Regions from separate parts of the Mus musculus genome. Here regions 1 and 2 are each linked to region 3. Evidence: chromatin contacts called from public HiChIP or PLAC-seq and promoter capture Hi-C data. All regions are on one chromosome and are shown on one strand. Each heading gives the region's core, a stretch centred on a gene start, on an enhancer-like site or on the middle of the called end of the contact. The rest is flanking DNA. Distances are from core to core; before and after follow the strand shown. Region 1 overlaps Ints4 (integrator complex subunit 4). Region 2 holds the start of Ndufc2 (NADH:ubiquinone oxidoreductase subunit C2). Region 3 holds the start of Rsf1os1 (remodeling and spacing factor 1, opposite strand 1).

Region 1 (4,595 bases), core at 674-3,173, 130 kb before region 3:
AGTACCAGTTGGACCTGGACAGCGTGAGACCCTGCCTCAAAACAAAAACAACAAACAAACAAACAAACAACAACAACAAACCAGAGAGAAGCCAGGTGAGGTGGTGGTGCTTTCCTTTAATTCAAAGCCAGCCTGGTCTACATAACAAACTCTAGGCCAACCAAGGCTACAGAGTAAAGTCTCAAAAAATAAATAAACTAAATAAATAAAACCAGGAAGAAGAAGAGAAAGAATAGAAAGAGGCAAGGCCCCTTCTTAGATCAATAAAATGAGGTCTTTCCCAGGGATTTTAGCTAGCAAATTTCTAAATATTTTTTTCATATGCACAGCCTAAATGGACACGTGGTCATGGAGAAGGGAACGGTGTGTGGAACATGAATCCCTGTTGCTAATTTTTACCTTTCTGTTTTTCTCTTCTGCAAAGGATTCATCCAGGGATATTAGAGAGGCTCTTCATGAACTCTTATGCTGCACTAATGTCTCAACCAAAGAAGGGATTCATCTTGCACTGGTGGAGCTTCTAAAAAACCTAACCAAGTACCCTACTGACAGGGACTCCATATGGAAGTAAGGACGTTTACCTCATTACTAAGTCTCGTCAAAAGAAAACTGTAGCGCGCACATTATTTGGTGGATCGTCCTAGACTAGGTGTAGCCCTCAGTTTCACCTTGACTTTAGAACCTGGGCGCAGTGTATTCATAAATAAAATACATCTTAAAAAAAAAAAACAAAAAAAAATGGCTTAGCTCATGGAGTCCACTCTCAGCTTGCAGAGGATAGAGAGGTAGGGAATACATAGATAGGAAGGTTGGACAAGATAGTAAAAAAAAGTCAGAACATTTAGAAATGAAGTCTAGTTTTAGAGAGGCTCTGCTGTGTAGATCTCCAGAAGGACCTGCTTAATTGCTTTTCCTACCTGGGTTCTGAATATAAGCAGAGAAAATAAAGCCAGCCAAACCCACTGCAAACTGCAGCCTTTACAGTGTGCCGGGAGGCAGAGCGGGTAAAGGGCTGAGAAAGAGAAGGTAAGGCTGGGCATGCTGGTCTTTAATCCTAGCATTCGGGAGGCAGAAGCTAGCCTTGAAAAGTACTTTCCTGTTTTTTGTTTGTTTTGTTTTAAGTAAATGTTCGCTGAAAACTTTTTGGGTTTTTTGGTGATTTATTTCATCTTATGTGTAGGAGGATTTGCCTACATGTGTGTATATGCATCTTGAGTGGTTTTGGTGCCCAAGGAGGTCAGAAGATGGTGTCAGATCCCCTGGAACTAGATTAGAGATAGTTGTGAGCCACAGTGTGGGTGCTGGTAGTCAAAGCCAGGTGTAAGACAGATGCTCTTAACAAAGCCTGCTCCTTATGCTTTCTCTCTTCTGCTGGCCTGTCACTGAAGTCCTATCAGCTGCACACTATCTGATCTGGAGTGTGAAAAGTGTCAAATTCAGCTTCTTATTACCTACAGTGCTGGTTACTGCTGCCTTAGCTGGCTAATAAGAGCAGACTTTAACACTTACATTTCTTCTTGTGTGAAGGGAGGTGTGAGGGTGTGTGTGTGTGTGTGTGTGTGTGTCAGTGTTGGGTAGCTTCCTCTGTGTTGCTTTCCACTTTACCTAATTTTTAAAAATTGTTTTATGTGTATGGGTGTTTTGCCTGTATGTGTACCTGTGTACCACTTGCATGGCTGATGCCCTTGAAGACCAGAAGAGAGCCTTAAAACCCTTGGAACTGGAATCACAGATGATTGTAAGGCACCATGTGGCTGCTGGAATGAAACCCTGCATGATCTGGGAGAGCAGCCAGTGTTCTTAACCAGTGAGCCATCTCTTCGAGCCTTTTATTTTTTGAGACCAGGTCTCTTACAGAATCCAGAGCTTGTTATCTGGACTATGTGGCCAACAGGCTCCCAGGAATCAGCCCACTTCAGTCTGCTAAGTGCCAGGACTGCAGGCACAAAGTGTCCAGTGTTGTGGTTTGATGTTTGTATGTGTGCTCAGGGTTTCTGTCCACAGGCTTCAAGCTCTTTACCTCCTCTTCAGCCCCCTTTGTAATTCAGTGGAGCCAGGCTACTTACACTTCTAAGCCAGAGCTTAAGAAACAGAATTGCCTCACTTGTGTAGGTTTGCAAAGCTCGGAAAAGCCCTTCACTTTTACTATAGTAGCTAATTATTACTGAGTTCTAACTAATAACATTCCTAAGTACTTTGCTTTTTTTTTTTCTCATTTAAATCCTATTTTATAAACAACCTGCTCAAGGCTACATAGTTTCAGGACATCCTGTAGGATATCAGTTGTGTTATTTTGACTACAAGTTAAAAAAAATATGTCTCAAATCATCTTAAATAATACATCTAATTTTTACATAACAATACATGATAAAATGTTCAGGATTGACCAGCTTGTCAGAGTGAGAGTCCTGGATGCTGACCTCTCCTAGCTTTCTCCTCAGAGCTGCGAGATGGTTGCTTCATAAGAGAGCGTCTAAAGACCCCAGGGAAGGGGTGTTCCCTTCATGCGTTTCTTTTTATGTGCTCAGAGCGCCATTGCTGAGCAGCTCCCCAGCAGACTTGTCTTGCTCCATTTACCAGAGCTGAGTTACTTGACTGCTAGCAAACCAGCTGCCGGAAGTGATGTGAATGCTGGGTGGGCTGACCCAATAGCAAAGCAGCGCCTCACTGTTTTCCTGGTACCGAGGAATTAGTTTTCTTGGCAAGGAAGATGGAGGAACTGGCTGTTGTTAAACAACCAGTAATCTGGGGCCTGGAGAGATGGCTCAGCGGTTAAGAGCACTGACTGCTCTTCCAGGGGTCCTGAGTTCAGTTCTCAGCAACCACATGGCAGCTCACAACCATTTGTGATGAGATTCGATGCCCTCTTCTGGGGTGTCTGAAGACAGTGAACTTTCATAAAGCAAACAAACAAAAACCAACGAGTATCTGCATTTGAGCTCTTCTAATTTCGTGATAGCCATTTGCAGTGAACTAGCCGAGTTCTGAGGAATCGGATGACTTACTTGAAGTTGTAGTGTTGTGCAAAGTGGGTAATTATGAGTTTCCATACCAAACCAGGCTTTCTGATCTAGTCCCTGCACTTATTGATTTACTGATATGGTTCCTGTTGGTTTGTTTCAGGTGCTTGAAGTTTCTGGGCAGCCGGCATCCGACCCTCGTGCTTCCTCTGGTGCCAGAGCTCTTGAGCACGCACCCATTTTTTGATACTGCTGAACCAGACATGGACGATCCAGCTTGTATCCTCTATGCTTAGTTCAGATGGGCGCTGCTGTCTTAGCAGAGAACGGGATTCTTCAGTGGTCTGAACTTCACTTAAAGTGTTTCCTTTTGTTGCTGTAGTATGTCAGAAGGACTCTGGTGGCTGTTCCCAGCTTACATTGTTTTCATAATAATTCATCTTTGCTGTTTAATAGCAACAGATATTACTACTACCTTTTATTTACCTCTTCATACATTGCACATATTCATTATATATTTTGTACAATTTATTATGACTTGCCACACAACCTTAGGAGGGGAAGGAGAGAGGAAGAGGGTTTTGTTTTGTTTTTTTTTTTTAATTTAGACAAAATTGAGTTTTAAGTAACTCAGAAAAAATCAGATCTGCAGCCAGATGTTATGCCGTCCACCTGTGGGCTGCTGCGGACGTTTGAGGCAAGCCTGGCCTACATCTAAGATACATTGGGAAACTGTTTTTTGTTTGTTTGTTTGTTTAGTTTTTAAGGTTGGTGTAGGGGAAGAGGCTGCTAATGTAGCTTGGTGGTAGAGGGCATGGATGGGCTTGAATAATACAGGCCAGGCTCTTCCTCCTCCTGCACCACAACAAAGAAAGAAGCAGAAGCTCAAATAGATCTGCCTTGAACGCTTGAGATGTCTGATTTTAAAGCTTTCCTGTGTCTTGAACCATGCTTACTCGGACCTGCAGCCTGAGGGAGGTGCTAGCCGGGGGTAGTGCGTGCTCACTGCTTCTAGTTAAACTTGGGTGGGTTTTGGTTTTCTCATGAAGCATGACATGAGACTGGATGGTTTTCCAGCAGTGGAACTACACTCACACCAGTACATCCTCATGCCCCCTAGGTTCCTCTTGCTCCGTACCTAGATTCAGATGCAGCATGAGTTTTAGGGATCACTATTCAAACATAGCCATCCAAACACGTGAATACAAGGAGACCATTGCATTCTCCCTTAGTCCTGTTGACCCTCACAGTGTGTTGGGTTTGTTCATTAGTTTAGGCATAATGATTTTATGTAGCCCATGTTGAGCCTGACTTCCTGATATTCCTGAGTGCTCTGACCTGAGGTTGCTGGCATGCCCCAGTGGTTCTCAGGATTGCACCCAGGGCTGCTTACATGTCAGGCAGTCGCTCAGCAACTGGACTCCAGCCCTAATTTTGTGATTATTGGCAAATTGTGATTCTTTAATGGGAACTTTGGAAACAGGAAGCGAAATGACAGGTTATATAGGTAAACCTTAATCTTTTATATTCTAAGTCCACTTAACTCTCTTACGTATCAGACATTGCAGTTTTAGTTCTTATCTTCAATGCTGCTAAGACCTGTCCTACAATGCCAGCACTCTTCTCAGACCACAC
Region 2 (4,665 bases), core at 417-2,916, 250 kb before region 3:
AATGGGAGAAGACACCCTTGGTCCCCTAAAGGCTAGATGCCCCAGTGTAGGGGAATTAAAGGGCAGGGAGGTAGGAGTGGGTGGGTGGGTGGGTGGGGGCATACCCTCATAGAAGCAGGAGGAGGGGGGATAGGATAGGGAGCTTGGGGGGCAGATCGGGAAAGAAGATAACATTTGAAATGTAAATAAATAAAATATCCAATAGAAAAAGAAAAGTAAAGAAAAGAAAAGTAAAGTAAAGAGTCCTCTTGGTGGAGTGGAGGTAACTAGAGTGGTATAGGACTATATTCCCAGCACTGGGAGTGGGGGTGGGGTGGGGTGCAGGACACTTACCATTAGTTTGAAGCTATCTTGGACTAAGTAGCAAATTTCAGGTCAGTTAGTGCTACACAGAGATATGGAAAGACCCCACCCCAGCCTTTGTTAGGCAGAAGGTAGAGGTGAGCAGTGGAGGTGTGGAGTCTCACTCTCACGGCGGGGCACTAAAGGAGACTCTGGCCCTGGTTCTTATAAATTCCCTTCCTCCTTCCAAGAAAGGATAATTAGCTAGTGGGCTCTGATAATTACCTGATGAAAAACCTTGAGCAAATCTCAAAAAGAAATAAATAACTTCCAGTTCAGACCAGTGTTGGACAAAGATACAGGGAAAAGAAAACCATTTCAACTTGCTAATTACATGGTAAAGTTAGGTAGATTCCCAGACCGTATAAATAGTCTCCCTTTCTCTTACTCAACCCCGGTCTGCGCAAGCTGATGCAACTGTATTGCTTTTATGTATTGTCTGTCTGTTTCATCTATTTTAGGCAGGGACTTGTGTACCCAAGAATGACATACTGCTTGCCAACTGCTAGGATTACAGGCACCACTACGATTTTAAGAGAGATTTGCTCACATGCTCCATTGCTTTTATCTGTGTGTCTCACTGGATTTTCCTCAAAGAGTACAAGTATTGAGGAATATCCCCGCACTCGACTCTTAGCTGGTATTTAGTACTCCTGTCTTAGAAGCATATACATTTTCAGTATCAGGAAGGGCTTTCCAAAGGGAGATGTTCAAGTACGGAAAGTCCTTTATTTTAGGTGAGCGGAAAGAGACTAGGCAATCGCTTGATAGAACTTTAGGAATTCCTTCTTTCACTCCTTAATCCGTTGGGGAACACTTCTCTCAGCCACGTACATAGACCTGAAGGCCTAGGGGGAACCATTTTAGCAGACTATCGCCAGAACTGAATCTCAAGGTTAGGGTAAATGATTCGCTCCTGACCTCCGAATACCCTGGTGCTGACCTTACCTTCATTTTAGGCTTTGGGGGTGGGGGAAGTAACTGCAAACGAACTGCTGGAACCCCAGAAAGCTTGCTTTTATAGGCTTTAGATAAATGAACTAGCCATTATGACCACTTGTAGATGTTGATTTTTGGATGCTAAGATAATGTTTTCTGAAGAGCCATAGGCCTGGGGGCAAGTAAGTGAGAGACAATTTCGATTGTGGTAACTGGACTACATACATACATACATACATACATACATACATACATACCAATGTTTCCTAGCCTTTGCCCACTGTGGGTTATTTATTATAACCCCCCCCCACACACACACACACACACACACACACACTACAATGTCAGCGCAAGCCTTCACGCGTTGTGGGCCACTTAGAAGCCCGGAACCTCGCGTGCAGAGGTTGCTAAGGCTGAGCGCACAGGGAAGCTTTTGGGTGCTGCACCGCCGTACGCAATGCCCTTCAGCCTAGAGCGCGGAGGAGGACGGTAGCTCGGTCACGGCGTTTGGAGTCGTTGTTTTTCCTATAGTTGGAGTCGAGGTCAAACCTCTCGTGGAACCTGCCTCAAGATGATGAACGGCCGGCCGGGCCATGAGCCCTTAAAATTCTTGCCGGACGAGGCCCGGAGCCTGCCCCCGCCCAAGCTGAACGACCCGCGGCTTGTCTACATGGGCTTGTTGGGCTACTGCACGGGCCTGATGGACAACATGCTGCGGATGCGACCGGTGATGAGAGCAGGTGAGGGCTGCGGGCGATCCCGCTCGGACGAGGAGCTGCAGGGTTGCCCGCTGAGGTCATCTGTGCTCTACGAGGCCTTCCTGCCTAGCTGGGGGCGCCTGGCTCTCCCAGGGCGTGCATCCCCTCTCGGGTTCTCAGCGCCAAGAGTAGCCACATTGAAGAAAACCAAGTGCAGTGCAATGGGGACTTCTAAACCCCACGGTTAAGTCTGCGAAGGACTCAAGAAGGGCTCCTCACAGTTCGCGTTGTACTTCGTGCTAAACGGTTGCCCAGCCCATTTCTCTCAGACGTGAGAAAGTATTGTACTGACGAGAGCACGAGACCCAAGCAGAGTTAAAGCACCTTGCCCACGGTCTAGTTAAAGAGAGGAGCTTGTGTTGTGTTGGTGTGTGCTTAGAACCAGAGCTTCTCAGAGTTGGAGTGCATAGAAATAATATACAGTTAAAATATTGGTTTGATTCATAAGGTCTGGGGAGAGGACTAATGTGGACAAAACTCCAGACGCTACTACTGCCCTTATTCTGGAATAGGAGACTGTCAATAAACTAGCAAGCTGTATATTCTAGTTTGTCACTGGCTTCTGGTCACGATTGAGAATAGCTTAGCTTACACAATGTAGCTGTGCTAAGAACTGTAGAATTCCAAAGATACATGTAGAAGCAAACTAACTGTCTTTGTTATAGTTATTCTTTATATGGGGGGGGGGGTAGAGGGGAGATAACAACCTGAATTAGTTCTCTCTCCAATACCGTGTCAGCCCTGGGGATTGAACTCCCCAAGTCAGACTTGGTGGCAAATGTCTTTATCATGTCACTAGATGTGAACTTAACTTTGAATATCAAGCAAGAGTTAAAAGAACTTCGTATGTCTGGGGGTGGGGGTGGGGTGTGCAAGGCGTTCTGAAAGTGGGTGAATTTGATTACTTAGCTGCAAGATTACAGTGATAAGGCTGCAGAGGCTATCAGACGAGGGCAGTTTATTCTCTGGGTGGGGAAGACATGAAAACTTTTGAGAACTGAGGAAGTTCAGTGGTGAGGGTCAGTTTTGTCAGCAATCTAAACCATCAGTTGGCGCCAAGGACCACAGCACAAGAATGCTAATGAAATGGTTCCAGCCACTAGGACTCATCCCAGCTAATCGTCTGTGTTAGACATGAAGGTCAGCATCCATGACATCCTAGGGTCACTGGTCACTAGTCCTCAAATACTATTGGAAGCCAATATGTCTTGGAAATGCTCGTTCTCTCTCTCTCTGTCTCTCTGTGTGTGTGTGTGTGTGTGTGTGTGTGTGTGTGTGTGTGTACACTCACACACACGTGCACGTGTGTGTCTGATCATGCCTAAGCTTGTCGTTTGGGAACTACATGGTTTTATTTCATTGTTTCCTGCCTGTGTCACTCTGGCGAGTCATGTGTCAATCTGCCAGTCTCCTCATCTACCAAGTGAGAATCCTTGTGTATTCGTTGTGACGGTTCAGTGAGTTCTGTGGATTAGGTACACAACACACAAAAGGTGCTGAGTGAGGGGAACTGACTGGACTTCTCTGCCAGACCTTGGGGTTGTACATCCTGAGTATGGGAGAAGAACTGACCTTTAGAAGCCAGTCAGCCAGAAATACAAATCATTGTGTTGCTGGTCTTGGAGTGGTAGATGCATGCTTTGATAGAGATGGCATGATGGCACTTTGAGAGGGTGAAAGCGGTACAAATGTGAGGAAGAATGTTCTGCAGGTGGTACAGACAGGCTGCAATGTGGACTGTGCTATTTAGTACCGCCTTATTGCTTCCAGGGCCTGGAGAAGGGCATATGCTTTGTGCCAGGCATGGTGGTGCATGCCTTTAATCCCAGCACTAGGGAGGCAGAGGCAGGCAGATCTCTTTTCGTTTGTTTTGCCTGGTCTACAGTGTGAGTTCCAGGCCAGCCAGGTTATACAGTGAGTGAGACCCTTTCTCCACAAAAAAGAAGAGCGTGTGCTTTGGGGTGTGATGCTGTGTCTCCCCAACTAGTGATTTAATTCCAAGGAAACTCGATGTTTCTGTAAGAAATGAAGTAATTTTAGACAGCAGTCAGGACGAGAGTCAGAATTCCTTGAGCATCCTTACTGCTCTGGACATAGCCGTGCTGGAGCCTGTTTCCTCTACAGTATTTCCTGAACACATACTGTGTTGGTCTAACTCAGTGTTCTTAAGCCTTCTCTACTTACAGCATATTTCTGTCAGTACATTTTTATGTAACCCCCAGTATATAGGAGTTTTTTGTTGTTTTGTTTGTTTGTATTTTGTTTGTATTTGAGACAAAAATCTCAATATGTAGACTAGGCTGTTGTGGAACTCAGAGGAATCCTCCTGCCTCTGCCTCCCACGTGTTGAGATTAAACTTGCTCACCACCATGGCTGGCTATATTTTAAATAGATATATAAAGCAACATTTACTGAAAGTAAATCATAATGCAGTTTATTTTAAAACAGTTTTTTTTTAGTCAGTCATAAGTTTTCTGCATTAGATTTCTCATCACTGTGATAGGATATCTGGATAAAGCTGCCAAAAGAAAGGAAAGGCTTGCTTTAAAGGATTCAGAAGAAAATGTAGCAGCTGGGCCTAGTGGCTCACACCTTTAGTCCTTGCACTCTGGAGACAAGACAGGC
Region 3 (4,773 bases), core at 946-3,445:
GCATAGTATGTATAAAGCCTGCATTTTGATCACCACTAACAATACATACTTATCTCATGGTATGTATACTTAATATCCTTTTGGTTCACAAAATAATGTGAGGTATAATCTCACTTGATCCTGATGAGGTCATACTGAGAATATAGTTAAATTCTGATCCCAAACATGAAAAGAAAAATATTTAGTACAATGAATTCCTTATGGGAGGAACACTAATTGAATAGGAATAGAGTTGATATAGAATAATTTAAGGAGATGTCTATTTTTAGACATATAAAGAATTAATTTGGGGAAGATATGTGGATGTGTGTTGGGATTAAAAGGGCTGAGATATACATTATAGTGCAGAATTGAGTCCCAAAGAAACAAGGTCATTTACTTTTATATTATACAGAAATGGTTGTTTTCTGCTAGATGCTGTCACGGTGTTTTCTTATTAAACCTAGTTTATGTAAAGTAAGTTTTAAAAGTGGGATTAATCTTCATAGAAACTCTGGTGATGAGGAAAAGCAAATAATCCAAGCAGAAGTCTGGCTTTTTGCTTTCTAGGCTACACTTGGGGCTTTTTGTTTGTTTGTTTGTTTTTCTTTAACTAGAGAATGTAACTTTTTACTAAGAAAATTAATAGGCAAGTTTCCTTTACTTGAAACAGCTTCTGTAGAGAACTCCTTTGGTGGTGGTTTTAGTAACAAGATCCTTCCCCTCAGTGAGGCCGCAGTTTGGAACATGTTTCTGCATCATCGTGACCAGGTGCTTATATAATAAAAATTATCTAGGCTTCAGAATTATGGGTTTTTTAAACTAATAGTAGTTTAATAATAAGTGAGCCTTGTTATTGACCAGTAAGTTTAGGGGCATAACTGGACATTGACGATTCAAAATGCCAAAATTACAAAGTGCAATAATTTTCTAATACTGAAAATCTACCACTAGTTACAGTGTGTATTTATTAGCTACTGACAGCATCAATGTATTACCACAGTTTTACAACTTCTCTTAGGCTGGACATGACTGGATGGCGTTAAGTAAGGATGCTATCAGAGCCTGGAGGCTCAGAATCCCTAGAGCAAACAGGCTAGCTATAGGAGCCCTCTCAGTGAGCTTTGGGTATAATTGAGAGACTCTGCCTTAATTTGTACAGTGGGAACCAAGGATGATGCACGATGTTAGCCTTTGTCTTCAAAATGTATGCACCATGCTCCATTGGTGCCCACACATGTGAACATGCAAAGTCATGCATGCATACCTCATAGACATCTTATATAAAAGAAAACCAAACATGTACTGTTGTTTATACAGTGCCTATTTGCATTTATTGTAGAATTAGTATAAATATGAGGCACATTAGAAGTAGTTAATGCATACATGTGCACATATTCCACATTGAAAATCATTTCATATATTCAGGTAAAAACTCAGATAAAAGTTGTAAATTTTATTGAGCTAAGTTTGTTAGTATTTAGACTTCTCCTATAGAAAGTGGCAGTTTTATGTGGTTTAACTAACAAATTTCAGCAACAGAACTGTCCCCCTTAGTTTTAAACCAGAATAGTATTTTTTACACTTATTTCACCACTTGTTTAGGCCTCTGGATACTTTTTTTATAATTGATCAAATACTTTATGAAAGAAGAAATATATAGTGACAAAAGTGTTACTATTAAGTCCTCATGAGGGAGGAGGGAGCACACAGATCTTAAGTTGGCATAATTTAATCAGGTGCTCCCTTAAGTCAGAGAGATACTATAGAAAGTATTTAGATCCTAATTCTAGTAAGGAAAAAACACTTGGTGTAGACAGGTGATTGTTTCATAAAGTTACGTACATGTGGCTAACATTAACATGAACAAATGACCAGCAGGCTGAGAGAATTCCCAGTGGAAACCAGTTAAGTATGCCTTTATCCCAACAGATATCTTACAAATTAATAATTTATAATTTCCACTAAAATGACTAGGTGAATATTACTCAGAAATGCAGGTATTAACAAGTTTACAAGCCAACTGGAACTTATATCTTGCCTTCTACAAATATAAACACTGCGACCACTCTGACTAACCATTTGGTGGTGTCTTCAGATGTTACTATACTATTATACCGTCAGCTTCATTCCTTTGTACTTACTATTAACACAAGGCTTGTCTGAGCGTTTTCATTTCATCTTCTTGATCTTCCATTTGCCTTTGCATTTGAAAACAGTCTTACTCTGTATCTGAAGCTGCCCTTACCCACTATGCAGTTGAAGCCTAGCCTCAGTTATGACCTCATTCCTGTGACTACTGTTATAGTTGCTATAGCATCTTTGTTCCTAACAGTACTCATGCAGTAGATTACTGGTAAGCAGCAAAAGAAATGATCTCATGCGATATGAATTTGTCTCAAAAATCCTTGGTTGTGAAAGAAGCCAAACAGATATAGTATTTGCCTTTATTTGTTGTAAGCTTAGGTATTAACAAGACTACTAAACTGTGGTTATAATAATCAACACTGAGAGCAGCCAGGCGTGGTAACACACACTTGCAATTTTACTGCTCAGGAAGCTGGGGCAGAAGGATCTTAAGTTTTAGGCCAGCCTGGACTACTTAGTGAGTTCTGAGCCAGCTTGGGCTCAAGAATGAAAGCCCCATATTTCGTCTTGCCTTGGTAGGAGTTTATCTGTGTTAGTGTTTGGATATAAGTCTGTGGCTTCTATCCCCCTGGTTCATGTTTTGAACGTGGTCCCCTGTGAGTAATACTACTTTTAGAAAATGATGGAATCTTTAAGAGGTGGAGGACCTAGCCTGAGGGAGTGAGTCGGAGGATGAGGTTTGGTAGCCCGCCCCCCAGCTCACTGCCTGTCTCTACTTCCTTGACTGCCCCTGCTCTTAACCACCATCTCTTCCCAGCCATGATGGGCTGTACCCTTCAAACTAAAGCCAAAGTAACTTTTTTTTTTCTTTTTTGCTGATTTTTGTCAGATCTTTGTTCACAGCAGCAAGAAGAGTGACTAACACAGTGAGTGTCTGTGCAAAGTAACTAACTGAACTGAATGCTAACTGAGCTCCTTTTAGCCCTGGCAGGCTGAAAAAGCCGGGAATCCCAGCATTTCTGAGGCCGAGCTAGCCTGCTCTTCAAAGAAGACATCATGCTAAAGCAATACAGTTTTACAAGTAAACAAGGACATGCTGCCTTCACAGTGTATGAGTTGTACCTCTAAAAATATTTTTAAATGGATTGTGGTTTTGATAGTTATTTACAGAAATTTAAATTCTGAATAGTGAGTACAATTTTCACGTATCTTTATTCATAGGCCTCTACCAGGAAGTTTAAAATATTTTTTTGTTTTATTTTTTTAATTATATAGTATATGTATGTGCAGGTTGTCCATGTGTGAATACAGGTGTTCACAGAGTCCACAAGAGGTTGCTGGACCCTCTGGAACTAGAATCACAGGTTGTTGTGAGCTGCCTGATGTGGTACTGGGAACTGAACTCGAGTGTCGTGCAATGGCAGTGGGTGCTCATTACTACTGAGCCATTTCTAAAACTGTCAGGACATTCATTAGCTATGCTGCTAACAATGATTAAGAAGGTGAGACCTAAGCAGGGTGTGCTGGTGTCTGCCATACAATTCTAGTACTTAGGAGGCAGCAACAGAAGGCTTACCACAAATTAGGCCAGACAAATGCTACAACTATTAATATAAAATACACAAAAATGGAAGTTAAATGAGATGAAGGTGGTCTCTGAAGTCAGATCTTCCAGAATTCAATCCTGCTGTGACCTTAGGGAAGTAACTGTACCTCTGTGGATATCTCTGATTTTGTTCAGTTTGTTTTGAGAAAGGGTTTGCTATGTAGCCTAGGCTGTCCTTGAACCTGTGATCTACCTACCTCAGCCTCCTGAGTGCTGGGAGTTTAGATACGCACTACTATGCCTTTGTGTTGGAGTTGAATTAAAGCTTGCTGATTTGTGCTATCTTAATAATATTGTTGAAGTTATTAGCATGCCTCCATTTTCTTGGCTTCAGTAAAAGACTATTGTTCCTCTCAGTTTTCATTTTTTGCTACCTCAACATGTAGTTGATTCATAAGAGACAGAATAATGTTGCTGAACCTTAAGCCATACTGATAATTAATGTAAGGTACTTGCTATATTTATATTATGCTTTATCCTATTTTAAGGAAATTTTATGGAAATTTTATGGAAAAAAAATTTCCCATTTTTTATGGAAAAAAAGATACAGGATCATAAATGTTTAAAAAAACATTCCCATTTTATGGAAAAAAAGATACAGGATCATAAATGTTTAAAAAAAAATAAATGTGAGCTGTGGTGAAGAATATTCCAAGGTGTCCAGGAAGAGCTAGCTGAAAAGGCTATTCTTGCATTTTGTCTGCTTTTGTTACCATTGGCTTCCAGGGCTATTGTTCCTGAAGGTTTAGCCCTTACCACTAACTCACATCTGAAGAACTATTAGACTTGCAGAAGGAATATTACACAAAACAATAGTTAACAGTATGTCCCATTTCTCCAAAGTCTAGATTATTTAAGATACATATAGGGGCTGTAAGCATTAACATCTGGTAAAGTTGGAAAGTTAGTCTGCCCTAAACTAAGTTTCTAATCTTTTCTACCAACATAATGCAATACAACCAACTTAAGTTTATCCCCTCCCCCCAACCCCCACTAGTTTACAAATGAATGAGACTCAGGCTATGGTTATTTTATTAGGCTTTGACAATTACTGGGGGATAACATCTAATCTACTTTTCTAACTGCTGTCCCGGCTATCT

What was found. Promoter capture Hi-C pulls out the DNA fragments that hold promoters and counts their contacts. HiChIP or PLAC-seq counts read pairs in DNA pulled down with a chosen protein or histone mark.
Region 1: a contact with region 3 is called in an H3K27ac HiChIP or PLAC-seq map of embryonic stem cells, with 9 read pairs. The contact joins the enhancer-like site here to the promoter of Rsf1os1 in region 3. A contact is called at or near these places in 13 of 39 promoter capture datasets (the 3T3-L1 cell line, the C10 cell line, the HPC-7 cell line and 8 more), 2 of 484 Hi-C or Micro-C datasets (bone marrow-derived macrophages and epiblasts), 1 of 115 datasets of contacts at active chromatin or transcription factors (embryonic stem cells) and 3 of 9 other capture datasets (adipose tissue, liver and pancreatic islet).
Region 2: a contact with region 3 is called in a promoter capture Hi-C map of neural stem cells. The contact joins the promoter of Ndufc2 here to the promoter of Rsf1os1 in region 3. A contact is called at or near these places in 3 of 39 promoter capture datasets (the C10 cell line, cranial neural crest and neural stem cells), 1 of 484 Hi-C or Micro-C datasets (bone marrow-derived macrophages), 2 of 115 datasets of contacts at active chromatin or transcription factors (cardiomyocytes and embryonic stem cells) and 2 of 9 other capture datasets (adipose tissue and liver).

The regions. Positions count from the first base shown.
Region 1 is chr7:97,513,103-97,517,697 of GRCm38.p6, forward strand. It overlaps Ints4 (integrator complex subunit 4), which reads left to right. Exons shown (of 23, transcript NM_027256.2): 12 at 425-567; 13 at 3,124-3,239; 14 at 4,520-4,595. Among named protein-coding and RNA genes, the nearest start is that of Ints4, 34 kb to the left of the region's middle. Within about 2 kb of position 1,924, at least 17 of the 459 cell types and tissues checked have an H3K27ac peak or open chromatin away from gene starts, as enhancers often do.
Region 2 is chr7:97,398,337-97,403,001 of GRCm38.p6, forward strand. It overlaps Ndufc2 (NADH:ubiquinone oxidoreductase subunit C2), which reads left to right and starts at 1,667. Exons shown (of 3, transcript NM_024220.2): 1 at 1,667-2,021. The coding sequence starts at 1,853.
Region 3 is chr7:97,642,917-97,647,689 of GRCm38.p6, forward strand. Rsf1os1 (remodeling and spacing factor 1, opposite strand 1) reads right to left here and starts at 2,196. Exons shown (of 3, transcript NR_126461.1): 1 at 2,124-2,196. The region is part of intron 4 of Rsf1 (remodeling and spacing factor 1); the gene reads left to right.